Linked DNA regions of Danio rerio: region 1 is linked to region 2. A link is a contact called in public HiCAR-type data. All regions are on one chromosome and are shown on one strand. Each heading gives the region's core, a stretch centred on a gene start, on an enhancer-like site or on the middle of the called end of the contact. The rest is flanking DNA. Distances are from core to core; before and after follow the strand shown.

Region 1 (3,329 bases), core at 152-2,651, 270 kb after region 2:
ATATATATATATATATATATATATATATATATATATATATATATATATATATATATATATATATATATATATATATATATATATATTAATTACAATATTTATCGCAGAAAAAGAAAACATGACAATACCTGATTTTCCCAATATTGAGCAGCCCTAGATTTTGGTATAAAGTCCTGAAAGAGCTTCTAATCTCTTGTGTAATAAAAGATAAATATGATGCAGCCATTTTTCTAAAGTCATACACAAAGGCTGAATATATAAAAATGTATCTAGTATGGCTATTGTGCATGTCTTTCAGAATTTGGAAAATATGGTAAATTGATGATGAAAATTCAGAAAAGCATAAATTTCAAAATTCAATATTTTAAATGTAAAACACTGACACACAAATAAAACAAATAAATTAATCCAGAGGAATCTACTAAATTAATATACAAACAAAAGAGAAGCAGACACTTCCACAAAAACATGAAGCAAATCAAACACTTTTCTTAGATAACCTTAAAAAAACAACACACTCAAATATACTCTGATAATAAGCTGAACTTTAAATTTTATAAGATATAAAATATCTCCTATAGACACCTTGAGGGGAACTGGCTGTTCACTAAAATATCTAGAGGCAGGTTTGTTAAAAAAAAGCAACTGCTAAAAAAAACACATCTACACTGTAAAAAAAATGCTTTTCTTACTTTACTTTTTCTTAACAAGACAACTTTAAGTAAGAAAAAGGCTATTTTTTGCTGTATAAACCAAAATTGTAGTGTATATATGATTTCAGTGCCTGAATATGTAAATAATATGAAAATGCTTGAGTCAGATATGAATGTAACGTGTGGCATACTGTACCTCTTGTCGGCTGGTGTGGTTGCTGCTGTTGGCGGCGCATTGAGAAGTGTTTTCGGACACTGGATAGGTCGAGTTTGTGATCTCCAGCCACAGTCTGCGATACACATACTGCTGGATGAGAGGATACAGCATAAAACTGGCAAACGCGTAAATCGCGACGACGGGCTCGATAAAGTACAGTCGCTTCATAGTGTCGTCGACGATGTGAGCTGCAAAGACAAGAATAAAACAAACAATTACATCAATCTACCATAATCACACTACTCTCGGATCTACGTAATTGGCTAACCATCAACCCCTAAACAACTTGCATCATGACAGCTTAAATTAACCGGTCAACCTGCCGACCACCTTGGACAGCTACCAGTCTATCCAGTTTACTTACGGACAGCGCAGATATACTGAGGACGTACGTCTTCATCAAAGCAAATGTAGACAGAGTTGCTCTCATCCGCCGAGACTCTTCTGCAAGCTCCCCGACAGTTAAAAGTTGTTCTCTGTTTTGTTTATGAAACATGACATCTTGCAACCTCTTATGAAACGCCGGTTTCCTGGATGTCTTTACCTGATTGGTCGGTTGAATTTAAGGATTTCAAATCATTGGTTGGTGAAGCTGCCAGTCACCCAAAACGGGCGGGACAACTCATGAAATTGCGATGGTAATGGGATTTTAGGAGCTATTCAAAACAGTGTGGTTATTCATTCTGTTGATCTTGCACTTAATTCATTTGTTATATTTCTCATATTTCCTATTTTGGTATATCTGTGATATTACAAAATATCTCTTGAAAACTTGTAATGCTTGCTCGTAAGAAAGAAAATATTGTAGATAGTTCATAAAACATTGTTGCTTAATTTAATAAAGTTTTATTTTACTGATTTAGAACCATTGCATTGCCCATTTTCTTAGTGTTACGCTAACATTGAGTGGGCGTTTGTAATGGGAAGAGTCTAAATGACTGAAAGAGGAAGAAAATAGAAATAAAATATAAATAAATTGGTTGTTTTAATAAACTATTGTCTGAAGAGGGCGCCTCGAGGCCCATATTGAACAATAATAAATAACAAATGTCTATGTAAGCTAAAAGCGGTTACCATGTCATTTTCATGACATTTTATTAAACTCAAAAAATGATATATGCAGCATAAAAAAAATATAATTTGTGACAAATTACAAATATATTCTTATTGTATTTTTTATTAAACTTTTTTTTCTGCACAAAACATGAGTTAGGAAGTTAAAAAACATAAATATAACATAAATAAAACTTTAAAACATAATATAGCTCTAAAATAAAATGCGCAAAATCAAGAAATAAAGAGAAGACAAATGTTAGATCACTTACAGATCTACAGTACCATATATGTGGTGCATCAGATACATCTGTGAAGATCTTATTGCTTTAAGATTTTAGCTTATAATAGTGTTCACATAATTTCATTTTCAATCCATTTAACTTCTGTATATAATAACTAGCAATTATAATAATTTACCTGTTTTTTAGATTATTGCTCAAATCAGGAACATAACAGTACATAAAACCTAAAATATAATATCAATCAACAAGTGATATCGACAAAAAAGTACATACAATGTGAAAGAATATAAAAAATAGCATCATAAGATATAAGGAAATAAAGAAAAGAGAGAAAGAGAAAAGAAAAAAAAGCATTAAAGGTTTTTTGTAAAACACGTGCTAATTTAAGATTACTTAAATGAAGATATTAAAAGCAGAGCATATTTTGACCACTTTTAAAGCTTTCTTATTAGCCGATCCTGAAATCAACTTTATATAATTCTCCATATCGTTAATGAAGACTACAAAGGCAGGTTTACTATTTGAGAATTTGCATTTGTGAATGTAATATTTACTTAAGAAAGTAATTTTATTTATAAAAAACATTATTTTCTTTTGTGGGGTCTGAGTCTAAATACCCAAATATAATATATTGCTGAAGAATCTTCACCTCAACAAAAATAAATCTATATTAATCCGTAACTGCTGAATGTAATGACATGACCAAAACAAATGTGTCACCGTTTCGTCACCATTCACACAAAAATAACAACTCAAGTCAGTGTCAACTCTAAACTTGTGAATAACTTTCTTAACAGGAAAAAAAAAACTATGAATCAGTTAAAAAAAACAACTTTTCTTTTGTTTACTTATTTGTGAGAAAGAATTTTTGCTGTAATGACCAGATTTTCCCCCAGTTAAGTTTATTTAAAAGGTTTTTCCAAAAGAAGATACTGTGTGGAGTGGATGCAGACCTAGTGCAGATGCAATCTAAACTGCATGCAATGCTTTTTAATGAGCTCACCTAACCCCACCCCTAACCCATCACTAGCTCCATTGAGTGCATTGTGCCTGACATTGCAGTAGCAGCTTGCATCATAAAGGCTGCTTCCAGATACTATTGAAATTAATTGAAAACATTTTATAATATCACCCGTTTCTTTGAAAAAGGGTTAACTTTTA
Region 2 (3,739 bases), core at 469-2,968:
CTCAAGGGGGTTCGAGAAAATAAATAAAAAGAGCGGAGCTGCTGCAAAATAATGAATAAAAAGAGTGAGTCTATGGTCAAATAAAAAAATGAATGAAAAAGTGCGACTGCTTAGAGTGCAAGCAGCTAGGGACACCTTGCTGGCCAAAAACGGACCAGTCCACTGGGAATTCTCCCGGTTCCCCAGATTAGCCAATCCGGGCAAGTGCAAAGACATGGGATGTGAGTTTATGAGAGAGTCATTGTACCATTCACTCAACTACTTTGTTTTCAAAAAATACCTAAACTAAAATATGCATGCTTACAAATATGCTAAAAGGTTTTAGTAAGACTGTCATAAGCATTTCTCTCTCAAAAACTAATTGCATTTATTAATTTATTTATTGCCACATCAGCAACTTATGGCTATTTCGTGGCCAAATGGATATAAAAACCATTTGTATCTCTGGTTTGTTAACAATAATAGTCTAGACAGCTGCTGTGCTCCTAAATCAATTTAAATCGAATTACATTTGGTTTGAAACTTGCCTCTTAACCGTTAATAGTATGTTCTATATAGTATGAATGTGTTGTATCAATGAAATATGGAAATACTAGGCTACATCCCACAATGTCTATCTGTCATGTAAACAACAGGCAGTTGCATAGCTTTATAAAGCCATCAGCCTTTCCTCTCTTGTTGTCAATGGCCATATGGGATAGTAAAACGTGTCCTTCAGATGCCACAGAATCTCGTCAGAACATCTTGTCACGCTACACTATGCAAAACTGTTTGTCATCTACTAAATAAAGTTAGTGGGCCTATGGAAGCGGGCATGTTGCGATGCAAAAAGTAGTAAATAGGGAAAGAGCAAATCCAACCCCTTCGCTGCCAACACTCGAACGTTATTGGCCCGTGCTTTACTCAAGTGTTAAACAATAAATCGTTAAAAAATTGTAATACTATTTTTTTTTTTTTTTTAAGTACATGAACAAAAGGATTTAGTAGTTTAAACAGTCGGTAAACGAATGCTTGATCTGTGTTCTGTCAAAACTCGAACCAAACAACCTGTCCTGGGTGAACAGGTGGAACAGGCAAACTGTGACAGCTGTACAAACTCGAGATGAAAATAACACTTTAAATACATTTTTACAATAAAATAAAATAAAAAAGCACGTTATTTCGACTTAAAAATATATACTTTTTATGCATTATCGCCCTAACGGCATGATCACATATGGCATCACTGTAATAATGTGCCAGGTAAGTTACAGCCTTCTGGCTCAAATATCCAGCGTCCAAGAGGCAGTTCATGTCGCTTAGTGGCCTTCCATTTTATATTACAAACATAAATGAAAACAAGATAAATAAAACACATTAGGACCGTAAGTAATGCCGCCCATTATTATTATTTCTGTTGACGTCGTGTTTTATTCTTCACCACAGCGCACTACATAAACCTTAACCCGCGTCTGCTAAGTGGCATAAGGGCTGCATGAATAAAGATAAAGACATATAAATGATTATCTTACCTGTGCGTTTCCTTCTCTAGGATGAGCTATTTGTCACGCGTGCTGGATATTTATCCCGGTTCACGCGCAATCAAACCCTGACACTTCCGAAAGAGTGCAGAGACAATAACAGCGTGCATTCATGAAGGCTGAGTTTATGTTAAATCACAAGCAAGCGTTTATTCGCATGTTCAACCGATTCCACTATGTCCGGCGGCTTGTTTGTATTATTGGGCGAATCAGCCTCCAGCAGCCCGAAATGCCTTGCGGATCTGACGACAGGCGCCGACGTTCCTTTGCCGACGTGGAATACGCAGCCAGCGTCAGAGAGAAGCCATGATGGGAAGGGAAATCACCTGTTACAGCAGGTCGGATTTACAGCTGAAGTCAGAATTGTCAAAACCCCCTGAACTAGCCCCCTGTTTATTTTTGCACCCAATTTCTGTTTAACTGATAGAAGATCTGTTCAACACATTTCTAAACATAATAGTTCTAATAACTGATTTATTTTATTTTTGTCACGATAACAGTAAGTAATATTTGACTAGATATTTTCAAGACACTTCCATATAGTTTAAAGTAACATTTAAAGACTTAACTAGGTTAATTAGGTGGTTTATTCTGTAGACTATTGAAAAAAATAGCTTAAGGGTCTAATAATTTTGAACTTAAAATGTAAAAAAAAAAAATTTACCTACCCGAAATAAAACAAAAAAGACTTTTTCTAGAAGAAAAAATATTATCAAACATATGGTGAAAATTTCCTTGCTCTTTTAAACATAATTTGTGAAATATTTAAAAAGGTAAAAAAAAAAAAAAATTCAAAGGGAGTAGGTGGGTAATAATTCTGATTTCAGCTGTATATGTAAAAATCACAGGTGTGAGAAGAATATTCTAAATTAAAACGACTAATAATAATATTAATGATAAAAATAACAATAATAATAATGCATTTCTTTCAGCATTTTTATTAATATATAGCAAAATAACATTATTGAAATAAAGATGATCAACCTGCATAAACGCACAGAATTTATGTTTGTGATTATTATTATTATTATTATTATTGTTGTTGTGCTTAATAATAATATATAAAGATAGAAATATAGATAGCTTTTGCAAACACAATGTCTTAACATAATAACAACATTAATAAAAATATTAATAAACTTTATTGTATGAATCTCCTTTACGGCATACGAAAAATAAAGCTAAAAGATACACACAAAAATACATCAATAAACAGATAGAAAAAAAGCTAAGATAATAAAGGGCAAACAAAATTCAATTTTGAATTTTAAAACACACACACACACACACACACACACACACACACACACACACACACACACACACACAAACCTGGTAGGTAAGTTTTTATTTAAGAACTATTTATTTTAAATTTTTTTAATAATCATATATTTCTGTTTTATCCTTGTCAGCACCAAGTATTGTTTAACATCATATGAATTCAGTCCATCTTAATTTTTACATTAATGTATAATTTATCTATTTTGTTTTGCTTTCTAAAAAGACCAACAGTACAAAAAAAAAAAAAAAAACTTATATGGAAACAGGTAGCCTATGTTGGTCAGAGGGTGGCAGTATAGGCAAAGCATTAGAAGTAAAACCCTGATTTTTTTTTTTTTTACCACCTACACCAGGATAGTTGGTTAAAATATGGGTGTTGCGCTAAATGAATGAATGAATGAATGAATGAATCAATGAATCAATCAATCAATCAATCAATCAATCAATCAATCAATCAATCAATCAACCAATCAATCAATCAATCAATCAATCAAATAACTTAAAATGTAATAATCAAGTCAGTATTTACGAAATTTTGCTTTCAGTATGTGTATATATATTTTGGTTGATCCTTGCTGCAGGTGCAATGTGTTATAAAATGGTAAATTTAGCATATAAGTAGGCCTACACGGAATCTGCGTGCGCAAAAATTTAGCATATAAGCAGATTTTTGCAGAATTTTTGCTAATCATTAAGTCACTATTTGCTAATCATTATAATCACTATTTATTACTTGTGTAAATGTGTAAATTTATATTTATTCAGTTTTAAATTAAATTCAGTAATAATATTGACTAATATGAAAGTGTTAATTTGATTTTTTTTAGAATACAGTTTGTCATGTTTTCTGTCTTTTAGTAGATATATCATATGAGAAACTTGATGTGTTTTCCAAGGTGAATCTAAATGGATCTCCACTTTAAACATTAAATAAAAGT

Evidence for each region. HiCAR-type assays count read pairs that join an accessible place to other places.
Region 1: a contact with region 2 is called in a HiCAR-type map of caudal fin, with 6 times the contacts expected there. The contact joins the promoter of si:dkey-5g14.1 here to the promoter of arfip2b in region 2. A contact is called at or near these places in 4 of 18 Hi-C or Micro-C datasets (caudal fin, fibroblasts, hematopoietic stem cells and 1 more) and 2 of 4 datasets of contacts at active chromatin or transcription factors (caudal fin and embryo).

The regions. Positions count from the first base shown.
Region 1 is chr10:31,457,120-31,460,448 of GRCz12tu, forward strand. It overlaps si:dkey-5g14.1, which reads right to left and starts at 1,402. Exons shown (of 6, transcript XM_679321.10): 1 at 1,235-1,402; 2 at 850-1,058. The coding sequence starts at 1,038.
Region 2 is chr10:31,187,675-31,191,413 of GRCz12tu, forward strand. arfip2b (ADP-ribosylation factor interacting protein 2b) reads right to left here and starts at 1,719. Exons shown (of 9, transcript NM_001017649.1): 1 at 1,512-1,719.